Regions from separate parts of the Mus musculus genome. Here all the other regions are linked to region 1. The links are chromatin contacts, called in public HiChIP or PLAC-seq and promoter capture Hi-C maps. All regions are on one chromosome and are shown on one strand. The core of a region is the stretch at or near the end of the contact, and the rest is flanking DNA. Distances in the headings are between cores, read along the strand shown.

Evidence for each region. Promoter capture Hi-C pulls out the DNA fragments that hold promoters and counts their contacts. HiChIP or PLAC-seq counts read pairs in DNA pulled down with a chosen protein or histone mark.
Region 2: a promoter capture Hi-C map of hippocampal neurons shows a contact between it and region 1, with 2.5 times the contacts expected there. The contact joins the enhancer-like site here to the promoter of Scaf11 in region 1. A contact is called at or near these places in 2 of 39 promoter capture datasets (the C10 cell line and hippocampal neurons) and 4 of 115 datasets of contacts at active chromatin or transcription factors (embryonic limb bud, embryonic stem cells, large pre-B cells and 1 more).
Region 3: an H3K4me3 HiChIP or PLAC-seq map of bone marrow-derived macrophages shows a contact between it and region 1, with 6 times the contacts expected there. The contact joins the enhancer-like site here to the promoter of Scaf11 in region 1. A contact is called at or near these places in 2 of 39 promoter capture datasets (hippocampal neurons and pre-B cells) and 2 of 115 datasets of contacts at active chromatin or transcription factors (bone marrow-derived macrophages and memory CD8 T cells).

Annotation. Positions count from the first base shown.
Region 1 is chr15:96,458,764-96,462,943 of GRCm38.p6, forward strand. It overlaps Scaf11 (SR-related CTD-associated factor 11), which reads right to left and starts at 2,080. Exons shown (of 15, transcript NM_028148.2): 1 at 1,839-2,080. Gm41408 reads left to right here. Exons shown (of 2, transcript XM_030248866.1): 2 at 1,281-4,180. The coding sequence ends at 2,146.
Region 2 is chr15:95,933,109-95,937,297 of GRCm38.p6, forward strand. The region is part of intron 10 of Ano6 (anoctamin 6); the gene reads left to right. Among named protein-coding and RNA genes, the nearest start is that of Gm41389, 23 kb to the left of the region's middle. Within about 2 kb of position 2,228, at least 7 of the 459 cell types and tissues checked have an H3K27ac peak or open chromatin away from gene starts, as enhancers often do. A contact at or near this core is called in hippocampal neurons, where this site is marked.
Region 3 is chr15:95,848,088-95,852,419 of GRCm38.p6, forward strand. The region is part of intron 1 of Ano6 (anoctamin 6); the gene reads left to right. Among named protein-coding and RNA genes, the nearest start is that of Gm17546, 20 kb to the left of the region's middle. Within about 2 kb of position 2,139, at least 63 of the 459 cell types and tissues checked have an H3K27ac peak or open chromatin away from gene starts, as enhancers often do. A contact at or near this core is called in bone marrow-derived macrophages and memory CD8 T cells, where this site is marked.

The DNA of each region.
Region 1 (4,180 bases), core at 830-3,329:
TATATGTCAGGGATGACAGCAGGTTAGGTAAGTTTTCATGAAAACCGCTCGTAAACTATCCGTGCTCCAGGAAGATGGGAAAATTGGGAATACCCAATAGAAGGCCCAGAACCACGTGAGGGACTTCCAGGAAGAAAACTCTTAAAAGTTTTCTCTTAAAAATTAAGTAATTTACACTTTCTTTTGTATTTTTCTCCTTTGTCATGTTGAAGGCTGCCTTTGCAGTATATTTACAGAAGGGCAAAGAAAAAACTATTAGCTAAAGTGAAGCTACAGTAGGAACTGCTAATCTTTGAAACTCTGACCACAAGAGGGGCAATGGTGGCACACACCTTTAATCCCAACACTCTAGAGGCAGAGGCAGGCGGATTTCTGAGTCTGAGGCCAGCCTGATCTACAGAGCGGATCCAGGATGGATAGGGCTACACAGAGAAACCCTGTCTTGATAAACAATGAAGAAGAAGAAGAAGAAAAAAATGACTGCATAAACAAAACGCAAATTAATTCATATCTAAAGATATTTTCAATTTTTCTTTTTTGTCTATTTGGGCAAAAAATAAAAAATAAACCAACAATAACAACAAGAAAACTACTTTTTCCTTCTGTTTTAAATAATAATAAAATGGTTAAGCCAAGTGCCAAAGCAGAGGGGGAGGTGGGGGTGGAAACATGGTGTGGAGAGACAGAATTACCCAATAAAATTTTATTAAAAATACCGGTTAAATGAAAGGGCTAAGAATCTATTGCCTTCACTGTTGTGGGGCTGCGGCAAATAAATCATACATGAGTTATCTTTTCCTTGAAAAATGAAAAAAAACGTACTTATTGATATACTTTCCCCAAAATTCAGAGAAAACTGCCCAAACTGGGGGAAATTTGAATACTACCATATCTTAGTCAAGGCATACTAAAAAACTTTCTCGTCAGTTTTCGTTAGTTCGCTGCTAGTATATAAGGATGGTAGCCAAAATGTAATCCAAAATGAATGAGAAGCAGCCGCGGTTTTACGTAGTACGATCAGCATGTAAAACTTGCATTCTGTATTGTTTACTACCTCACACACGCAGATGATTAGCCGGACTACCGGAATACGATACTGTACAGATCAACGCATGGGGAGTGTAGGTCACCATTTCAATCTGGGACTGTTGCCCTCAATTGCAACCAGGTGTCTTTTAAATTAAATTCTTCGAGATCCGTGCGGAAGACGAGCGTGCATTGGCCAATCTTCTAATCGGTACTCAGTCCCCGGCTCTAAGGCGGGGTTGAGCGGGGCTGAGTTTCGATCTCCCGGCCGGTTGGACCGCGGGCAGCCCGGGCAGCGGGTTTTAAAAACGACGGCGGGGGTGGGGAGGCGGCCGCCGAGGGAGGGAGGGAGAGGCCGAGGCCAGGCGCCGGCCAGCGCTTCCTCGTTCAGGCGCCGGGGAGGTCACAGCCTAGTGAAGTTTGGTTTCACAAGCGGGACCCGGAGGCTCGGGGACGAACGCGAACTCCACGGGAAAGCGGGCCAGCCTGGGAGCGCCCGGAAGCACGGCCGACACGTTCCCACTGCGGGTGGGGGAGCTGCGGGCCGGGCCTGGAGCCCCTTCCTGCCTCGGCCGAGGCCCCGCAGCCCGCGCCGCCCCGCTCTGCTCCTAGGCCCCGCGCGCGCCCAAACTGGACCTCCGCCCCGCGCCGCCCGGGGCCGCGGCTCCCAACTTTGCTCGCAGCGAAAGACACCGCCCGAGCCGCGCGCGAGCCCCAAACTTTGCCCGCCCGCCCGGCCCGCGCCCCCGCCGCGCCGCGCTGCGCTGCGCCCCGGGGCGCCTCGTCCGCTCTCTCCGGCCCGCCGTGTTTACCTGAGGCCGAGGTCCCGCGGCCGCGCCGGCGCAGGAGGCCCGGTCTCCGTCAGTCCGCCGCTAAGTTCTGCACCATGGACTCCTCCGGCCGCTCGGAAGCGCGCGCGGCCCGCGGGCTGGCTCGGACGGCCGGGTCGGGAGCACGCAGGCAGCCACGCAGCAGGAGACCCGGGCAGGCGGCGCTAGCTCCGCGCCGCTTGCGCCACCGCCGCTCCCCTCCCCCGCCGTGTCTGGCGGCTCCCTCCCTTTCTCCCTCCCTCCTTCCGCGGGGCTCAGCCGCGCCGCCACAGGTCGGCGCACTGTGGTGACGACGCGGGCGGGCGGGCGGGCGGGCGGCTGGACCCGCCGCACGCTACCTGCTCGCGGGCGCTGCCGTACTCCCCCGGACCTCCAGGGGGCGCCCGCGAGCCGCGACGGACGGACGGACGTGGTGGGCGGGGCACGCCGCCCGGCTGGAGAGCGGGAGCTCCGGCGTCTGCGAGTGGCCGGGGCTTCTGGGAAACATTCTTCTTGCCCCGCCCTCTTGCCGCTCGGAGCGCTACGCGCACGCGCCGTGCTCAGTCCTCGCTCCACCCCTTTCCCCCTCATCCCCACCCCCGCCCCTGCGCCCTGGCCGCGCTCTCTCTGGTCGTGGCCTTTCCTGGCAGGCTCCGTGGGCGACAATAAAGATGTTTTGGAGAGACTGCAGTCCCGAGAAGAACTCGTGCGTAGTTGGCACGGATGAAGTACTCCGCCCGCTGCACGTGCGCGGCGGCCTGCCAGCCCGGGACACACTCCCACGCCCTAAGCCCGCGTCCCCGAGGCTAGCCGAGCCTGGCTGGCTTTAAGTGCTTCCACTTTCAGTCACTCTGCGATGTCCTCCTGCCCTGCAGCGCCCTCGGATCTTTTGTTTCACCTCGGAGGTGTCTTTACAGGCTTTTCGTCAGGCGCTGGCTTTTTCACCCCCTGCTCCACGCTCTAGCTTTTCCTAGTTGTCCTCTTGCAATCCACGCTGTCGCCTGGCCACCCCAACCCAGGCTGTTCCCTCCCTACCTCCAGCCCAGCAGCGTCCCCTGCCCTCCTCTCTGATCCTGTCGCTTCCCTGGCATCTTCATCCTGTGCTACTTGGCTGTTCAGTGCCCGTCACGTCACACCGAAGTTTGGGATGATGTCTCGTTAAGCTCTTCACAGAGCCGAGCACCAGCAAGGGACTGGGTAAATAACCGCTTAGGAATGCAATGAATGGCAGCCTTGTCTCTCCCAGTGTCAGTGAGCTATCTTCATAGGTTTGGAAATGTGGTGTTCCTGTGTGCAAGTATTTCGCAGTGATTTAGAGGTGTTAAAATACTTTGTTCTGATGAAACAAGACTTTCTGAGGGACCTTTCTCTTGTAATGACGACGAATGAAGCTGGTGATTAAGAAAACCTAAAAACCTGTTGAAACTGTTGTGTGACAGAATCAAGTCAAAGGCACTGTTAACCATCCTGCAGAGATAAAGTTTAGCTTTCCTGTGTACACTCGGGGTCCAGAATTCACCCTAGAGAATTTTATCAGTAAGAGCAATTCCCGGTGAAGATGTGATATTCTTTTGTATGTATTTTATTTTGTTTTTAATGCAGAGTCTCACTGTGCAGACCGATCCTCAAACTCCACATCTCCTACTTCAAATTTATTGCTCTACCTTTTGTGTTCGCAACATTTAAAATTCACTCTGTAGCCATCGTGCTGGGTAACAGAGCACGAGAAAAGGCTCCTCCTGCCTAACTGCCCTTTGACCACCTCCCGCCCCCATCCACCTCCCCCTCCACACACACAATACTTACCTAACAGAAACGAAGGTGCATTGTAATATAGGCTGTTTCTTGTTCCCCAAGAGAGAGACCCTGCCTATTTCTATATATGGTGTTCTCCTCTTTACTGTGTTTGCATGATAAGAATGTGTTTTGTTTCCTTTTTTTTTTTTTAAATTTATCAGAGAGGGTAAATATAAAACAGATGGATAATGTCGATGGCATACCTGTTAATACTTTAGACTCATTTATAATCATAAACAAGTGAGGGCTAGGGAGGTGGCTCATTAAGTGCTTACCACACAAGCATGAGGACCTGAGGTTGACTCCCCAGAACCCACAGAAAGTTGGGCACCATAGCAGGCATCCGTAATTCCAGGGCTTTCACGGAGAGACAACAGGAGAGACCTCTGAAGCTAGCCTGCTGTCAGAGACAACAGACCCTACCTGTAGAGTGTAGAAGGCAAGAATTGATACCCAAGGTTGTCCTCTGACCCCACTTGTGCACTGTGGGACACACACTTTCACGAGTACACCACAACAGAGAAGTACCCCATGAACAAACATGTACA
Region 2 (4,189 bases), core at 978-3,477, 530 kb before region 1:
CTATAAAAGTCATGCCACAACTGCACCCTGGGTACCCACAAGTGCAACAGCGACATTGGGCCCATGATTATAGTATTTGCTAATGTCCTGGCAGCTGAAGCAGCAAGGCAGGCATCCGAGCCTGAGGGATGGAGTGGAGGAAAGGACCCAGGGGTGTGAGTCACTGGAGGCCATCACTGTTGTTTCGGTGTCCGTCGTCTCAAATGCTAAGAACCAGAGCTCCTCTTTCCCCTGCCCCTCCCCCTCTCCTTTGACTAGACAATCACAGGAACCTCGTTAGTCCCCAAATACAAAATCTACAATAATCCAAAATCCCAGTGTTAGTGTAAATCAGCGCTCAGCATGTTTCCATATTCCAGGTTGGTAGATAAGGAATGCTTATTCTTAGACTATAACAGTCCCCACAGTTAGAATTCAGCCTGGGGCAGGGGCAGCAGTGAGGAACAGGAGAATGCCCGTGAGCTTGCTTCTTTTTATAGTTTTATAGGATCGGAAAGTTTTTAAGTATATTTCACTGTGGTAATAATAGCCAGTTCTCTGTAATAGAAAAGATGCGATCTTGACGCGTAAGTTCTGCCTAGAAACTGGATGTTGTTTGTCCCTTTTAACGTGGGTAGCATCAGTAATATAGCGAGGAAAGCATTTCATTTAAAAGCAGATGTCTGAGTGTTTGATTGGCGTAAATACTCTAACGTAGAGGAAAATGTCCCACCATCAAGGATACATGCATTCGATTTCCACTTGTGTCTTGTGCATTGAGATCAGCAATGTCAGGTCACAGGAAAGTGTGGGGAAGAAACCAGGCCACACCTCTCAGCTTGAAAGGCAAGTCTTTAGTGTGTGCACACACACAGAGTTGGGGATTGGGGTTCCTTGCAGGGCAGGTGGTGGCTTTACCTGTGAAGGGCCACCGAATGGTACATTGTACCCTTAAGAGATACATTGTACCCATGTGCTGGGTGGTATAGAGAGAATCTTACACATCTGGATGGATGTTATACCTGTCAATAATAAATCTGACCACTTGTAGCCTAGGTAGGAAATAGAAGGTGGGAGGGACACCTGGGAGGCAGAAAGAATTCTGGGATAGCACAGGCAGAAGATCAGCCTGGGAAGATGTGACAAGACAGGTGCAGGGTACCTGAGCACAGTTAACCAACCAGCCATGTGGCAGAATGTAGGTTAAATTAATTAGGGTATTTTAGTTTTGATCTAGTTAGAGCCTAGCTATATGGCCAAGGTATTTATAGATATATTTTTGAGTCTGAGTCTTTATTTCTGGGATCACGGGACTGGGAGTAAGAACTGGGCCTAACTTCTACAGGGTGGTGGTGGCTGGCACACGCCTTTGAATCCAGCACTCTGGAGGCAGAGGCAGGTGAATCTCTGAGTTCTCTGAGTTCGAGGCCAGCCTGGTCTACAGAGCAAGTTCCAAGACAGCCAGGGCTACACAGAAAAACCCTGTCTCAAAAAAAAAAAAACTATAAATAAATAGCAAACCAACCTCTGAGTGGCAAGGAGAGAGGGAGAGAGAAAAGACTGACCTGTGGATACTGTTCAGGGACACCGAAATCTAAGGTGACCACACTTACCCAGTAAGAGGCCCTGTCCTTCAGACACTTGGCATGTTTTACTGGAAACCATGCACTGAGAGATATGGCACAGAAGCATAGAGCAGGCAGGGGGTGCAGCTCAGCAGGAGGATGCTTGCCTACCGTGCCTACCATGAGTGACGCTTTGGGTCAGATCCATGTATTAGGACCCTCTGTGTTGCCCTCCACTGTTGTAAATACATCACCTTCCTCCAGTAGTAGCCAGGGAGCTACGCACGTAGGTCAGTACTCTTAATGTTGTGTGAGCCACAGCTTGTGATCTCTACAGCTCTAACAGAAGACATTTTAAGTAAAAGGAAAAAATATATATTAATTTTGATGAAGGAAGGACAAAGCCCAAATTTCCCTAAGTTTCCTCTCTCTGATCGTTAACTGCACCCTGGTTGTAGAACTGTCATGCATCAGGCTGTCTGCCAATCCTGTCTGACTTTAGGATGCAGAAAGCGTCTCTGCTTTTTGCTTGTGGTATCGTATGTACATCTTTAAGGATATCCATCTGATGAACTCTCTAAGTGCTTTACAGCAGTTTCCTCATTACTTCTGCCTTCTGAGGACTACTGCTGTGAACCTCATTACAGAAAAGTCTGAAATTGCAGAGTCGAGGCGGCAGGAGGCTCTGAAGTCATTGCTAGCCTCTGCCAATCCTGTGGCAGCTCCTCCCGCACAGCGTATCTGGCACGGACTAATTCTCCGTTCTCTAGATGGAAATGGTAAACGTTGAGGGCGGAAAAGCTTTTATAATCTTATATAGTACTAATCACATACATACCTAGAAATAGCCCGCATTTAGGCTGCACCAACCTGGGAGATTTGGGGGAATTCGTGGGATCCTAAGCACAAGCTGTGGTTAAAACAAAGATTCTGAACACATCCCAACCTCATTTCTCCTTCCCTGACTTTCCCTGGCTTAGACATGTGGTCATACAATACCATTTTTTAATGATCACATTTAAGGGAGAGTTTTAAACAAGGTGTAGTGATTTCTGGGAAAGATCCATGGACTCAGAAAGCGCAGCACCCACACTTGGGAATCAAGAAACTGGTCCCTGGGCCGGAGATGTTCCGGATGCTCTCGCTTCTGTCTCTGTTTCAGGGACATACAACCATGGCTAATGAGCATTTTAAGTCATTTCTAGTACCCCAGTGCAAGAGAGTCTGGGTTAGGAAGGTGGAATGGGGCGAGAAAGCCGATTTACCATATAGAACATTGTACATAACGGCATCTGAAGAGTTTTAAGACTCATGGCAGAGTCTGAATGCATCCACCTATCAGAGTTTATGTCTTGCCCTTTTATGTTACAGAATGTAACACTATACCACGCTCAACAATTTGGTTTTTGTGTGTGTGTGTGTGTGTGTGTGTGTGTGTTTGGGCATCTTTATCCAATACATACTTTCTTAGATAGAATGCTGTCATAATTAAGATAAGATCCATGCATCACCCCCTCATCTCTTATTATGTTGGTGGGTACTGGCAGAATTTTAACTGCATCTAGTTGACCAGAGCGGTGGTTCTCAGCCTTTCTAATGCTGAAACCCTGTAATAAATATAGTTCCTCCAGATGTTGTAGCCCCCAACCATAAAATTAATGAATTGCTACTTTATAACTGTAGTTTTGCTACTGTTAGGAATTGTAATGTGGATATCTGATGTGCAACCCCTGTGAAAGTGTCACCCCTCCCACCCCCAGGGGGTTGTAACCTACAGGTTGAGAGCCCCTGGCCTAGAGCCTCCTGGTATATGGTGTGCCTGGGTACTGAAGTACAGTGGAGCCCAGCTTGTTATATTGCAGAGACATGGAGCAAAAGATACAGGATAGCAGTTCCTCCCATTTGGGACACACTGCATATTGAATAACCCTGATAACTCCCAGGAATACTCCAAACATTGGGTAGCTGCACCCCATAGAGTTCTCGGCTGTGAACAAAAATGAAGACTCTCCCTCCATTCTTGTAACCCCTCGGGGCTTACCTTCAAGGTTGAGACTCTAACAACCTGGCCACTTGCTCGCTTCATATCCATTCACTTCCAAGGGTGAACTGCCCAAGAAGTAGGCAGCTTCCAACCCTTGGTGCCAGGGGTAGGGTTAGGTAGCTGCTACTTTCTCCTTAGGAGTTGGTTAGAATTGTTCATGTTGCTTTTTGAGAGTAAAGGTATCTTCATGAATCCTCTTCCACTGGTAGAGTTGTTTCATGGAGTCTGCGTGCATGCCATGATTTTAAAAGTGAGAAGAAGGGCAGGTAGCCCGTGACCACCCAGACAGAAAGTGACAAGCACAAAATAAGAGCTCTGTAGAAAGCTTGGCTTTTCCCAGGCTTCAATCGGTGACAGATAAAGTGTAAGCCACGCATGATGGCCCGCCCTTTAATTCCAACACTTGGGAGGCAGAGGTGGGTGGATTTCTCTGAGGTTCAGGCCCACCTGGTCTACATAGAGATTTTGAGGACAGCCAGGGCTACATGGAGAGACCCTGTCTCAAGAAACAAAATGACTACAACAAAAACGTTCATTAAGAAATTTGCAGCTAGGTTCTTAGAAAGAGGCAGAGATGTTTGGTTTCATTGACTTGATTACA
Region 3 (4,332 bases), core at 889-3,388, 610 kb before region 1:
GAGTGACAGCAGTCATGTGTGTTAACAAATTAAATTCATATTTAATAAATCCAGAATAGCTAGAATCTCTAAGGTGATATAGCTACATTCACACACACACACCCACCATTAAAAATGTAAAACATACTATATTATATTTTGGGTAGACATATCTGACTTTAGCTGCCTCTGGCCTGCTAAGAATTATTACAAGATTGAAGTCTCAGTTAGGGTTTGCAAAATAAATGAATGAATTAGTAGTAATAGTAACAATAATAAATATGTTTGGGGGTCATCCAATTCAGAGCCTGGTGGTCCCAGGCTTTTCTTGTTGCCCCCTTGGCCACCGCAGCAACAAGAAGAGTAAGAATGACCAGCTCCCAACTGCCACCTCAGCAAAATAAAAAGAGTGGAAAGTTACAAAACACGATTAAATAAGTTACCAGGGAAAAAGAGGTACAAGGAGCTGGTTGGTTTCCAGTTTTCTAAGACCTTGCATTCAGGGCTGAGAAATGCTATCATCAGAAGGCTACAAGGATAATCACTCAGAGCCCATACACCACAGGGACAGTCTCTCGAGAGGGCTGCGGGCATCGATGGCTCTGAAGCATCACTCCTGGCACAGGGCCAGACTCTGTGGCACACGCCCTAACCCTCCACCCAAGCCTTGGTTTTCCTCAGAATGGCCAGTTTACCCAGGGTGCTTAGTTAGCTCCCAGGCTAACTGTTACCACCTCCGCCTCTTCCTTTCCTGAAAGACTGGCAGGAGAGCTCTGTGCCCTACATCTGAGAAGTTGCCTTTAGGCTATTGGTGGGGGCCCAAGAAGCTGGGCTGTAGTTTTATGACCAGCATCCTAAGTTTTGAGTGATAGCAACTTGTGTGTGGTGGCTGTCTGAGTTGTTCAGTTTTATTTTCTCTGAAATATTAACTTGAGTAAAAGAAAAAAAAATGAACCCTTTTAGAAAGAACCTTTTGTTGTCTGTCTGAGTCTGTTATTTATTAACTAGTGGCTTAAAATGTTTCCTTATATCCAAAACTGAGAAACGCATTTGGTTGGTGAGTGCATGCAAATGGGATTTAGATGGAGGTCTCTCATTTGCGTTCAGTTCATTTTAGTGGGGGCATTTACACGAATATAGATGCTTTCTTATTTTCTGCAGTACAGGCTTGAAACAGCACCCCGCTGTGCTCTGCCACTGAACTCCACACTCAGCCCCATACTTTCTTAAATTTTGCTGTAACAGGGCATTTAATAAGCTGCTGGTAGCATCTCACTCAGCTTATCCCTATGGTATATTTCTTCTCATTAGCAGTATGAATACTTGCTGTGTATTTCCCATGTATAGGTACCAAGCTAAATATTGAACACACTATGGCTTATTCAAACCAAGCCTTAGGGGAAGGACAATTCCATTTTAAATGGTAACGACGATGCTTAGAGAGGTTGAGTTTGCTGCCCAGTTCAGTTAGGAAGTAGTAGGTCCGAGGCCTGAGTGCAGATCTGTCTGTCTCTAACAACCAGCCCAACAAAGAGTGTGCAATCTTCCGTGGAGCCATCCACAAGAAATCACGGAGGGCCTAACAGCCCAGCTCTACCTTACTCCTGTCTGGCTATAAACAAGGAGAACACGGTGCCCTCAGAGGACTTGGATTCAGTGTAGACTTAGGACTTAGACGACAGGAGAGAGTTCAGAGGGAAGGCGACAGAATGGTGTAGAGATTGGAACCCCGAGCCCCTGGTTTGAGTGCTAGGACTGAGGCGTGGCTGCTTTATCTAGGACCCTGGGAGAGGAGAAGCAGCTGATTTGTGCGTGCAGCACCGTCACGTGATGAGGCAGCATTGTCACGTGACGAGGCTCATTGAGGAAGTGGATGAAGAGAAGAATGGTAGATTCAGGCGCGCATCTGTAAGGCTCTCTGTGACAGGCATAAGGGAGGGTAGGCGTGCTAAGATGAAGTTGCATCTGAATGTGCTAACTTTTTAGTCTCATAAAGTCTTAGGTCATATAATTCAGAGAGGCTTTGTTTCATCTTTGAAAATAGCACTTTCTTGGCAGATGGCCCCTGGCAGAGGGGAACTTTAGAATCCTGACACCCTGTGAGGTCTCCGCCCATTCCCACCCACCACGGTGCAGGTCTCCAGCCTGCAGAGGGTTCTGATTGGGGAGGGTGGGGCATGGGGCTGAGCTACCCTGTTTCTAGACATTTCCTGCTGCCTGGGACAGTCCAACTGACAACAGGTTACAGATGTTTTTAAGCCTTCTTTCCTCCCTTCATTGTGGTAAAATATATATAATCTAAAATGTACCATCTCACTGTTTGTAATTATATAGCTCAGAGGCATAAAATACATTCACACTGTCAGCAATCACCCAAGTCCATCTTCTTTCATCTTGGAGACTATTTTCATCTCACACCCATCAAACCTCGCTCCCCATGAACCCCCCCCCCCACCCACATGACAACCACCATGTCATGTCTCTGTGGAGTTGATCTCTGTGGTACTCCATATAAATGGAGCCATCTATTTATGATTTTATGGCGGCTTATTTTACTTAGCGGAATGTCCCCAAGATTCTCCCATGGGTTTCCTTCCCCTTATGCTAGCATATTCTGTCTTGGCCACGTTTTATCTGTGTGTCCATCTGTTGGTAGAGTTGGGTAGCTCAACTATTCACTGTTTTGTAAATGCTGCATTGCTACACGCGGTATGGAGATATCTATTTGAACTTCTGTTTTCAGTTTTGGGGAAACAACCCAGTTTCATAATATAGCTCCCCTCCCAACCCCCACTGAAATACATTAAATTTTTTCTGGGTGGCTATTCTCTAAGTTATTTAAAACCACCCAATTTTGTTATCATACAGCTGTATTCTAAAAGATTCAAGCACCTAAATACTGCTTTCTTTATGTACTGGCTGGTTTTGTGTGTCAACTTGACACAAGCTGGAGTTATCACAGAGAAAGGAGCCTCCATTGAGGAAATGCCTCCATGAGATCCAGCTGTAAGGCATTTTCTCATTTAGTGATCAAGGGTGGAAAGGCCCATTTTGGGTGGTGCCATCCCTGGACTAATAGTCTTGGGTTCTATAAGCAGGCTGAGCAAGCCAGGGGAAGCAAGCCAGTGAGTAACATCCCTCCATGGCCTCTGCATCAGCTCCTGCTTCCTGACCTGCCTGAGTTCCAGTCCTGAGTTCCTTTGATGATGAACAGCAGTGTGGAAATGTAAGCTGAATAAACCCTTTCCTCCCCAACTTGCTTCTTGGTCATGATGTTTGTGCAGGAATAGAAACCCTGACTAAGACACTTAATAATTACAAAATCAAGAAGTATAACTAATATTGAAGATTTCTGTGATCTATCAGGTTGCTCACCAAACTAAACACAGCCAGTATATATGTGTCCTCTGACGATGCACGTTTTGGTAACTTTTTTTTCCTGCTAATTTAACTATGAAAAATATAGTATCATTTCTGATTTTTTTTTTCATTTAACTCAAATTTAGGATAGAGTTGCTTGTAGGTGATTGGTAGGTTTGTTGATGGAGCGGGCACTCAGCCTGTGAGATGGTGAGAGAATCTGGAGCCCCTTCCCTCTTCCGGTTGGTGTCTGTTCTTAGGAGCTGTCTGGCTTCCCTCTCTGCATGTCTATGGCCGTCTGCTGTGATGGGTTTGCGCTCTGTTGTCCTGTGAGGGGAAACATTCTTAGTTCTTACAGAATCGTAGTTCCTCACCATAAAAACTCAGAAACTGCTAGAAGGAACTGTCTGGTCATGCTTTTGATTGCTCTGCCCGACGGATTTGAGCCCACTTAGTGAAGTGCTTGTTTAAGGGTGTTGCGCTAGGACCGGCCGAGGTTGTCTTAGTCTACAGTGAGTACGTGCATCCGTTCTTCCGTTTATGGATTCTGAAGATGAAATGTTTTGTTCTAGAAGGTGTAAAATAGGGGGATGTGAACCTGGTTTCTTTGTTTGCTGTCCCCTCTCATTTTTTTCAGGCTGTAATAACTGATTTTGATGTCAGGCCTACTCTGGTAGATGTAGCATGGCGGTGTAGTTTGGGTTCATGGGCAGTAGCAGAGTGAGTGGTGCCTTTTTTTTTTTTTTTTTTTTCCCCATCTCAGGGCATTTATGTCACTAGACCCAATCCCACCTGAGCTGCAGCCAGCAGCAAGGTCTGGATGGTGTGCACTGAGAACCCTGGTGGCCCCAGGGGACCGAACCCCTCAGATATAAAGCAACTGTGAGCCTTCCAAGATGTGATTAGGAGGTGTTTCTGTAATGAAGACCATTTGTCTTTTCTGGAGCCTCCGCTTTCACAGCCTTGACTTAAAAACAACTCGAAACCAGCACA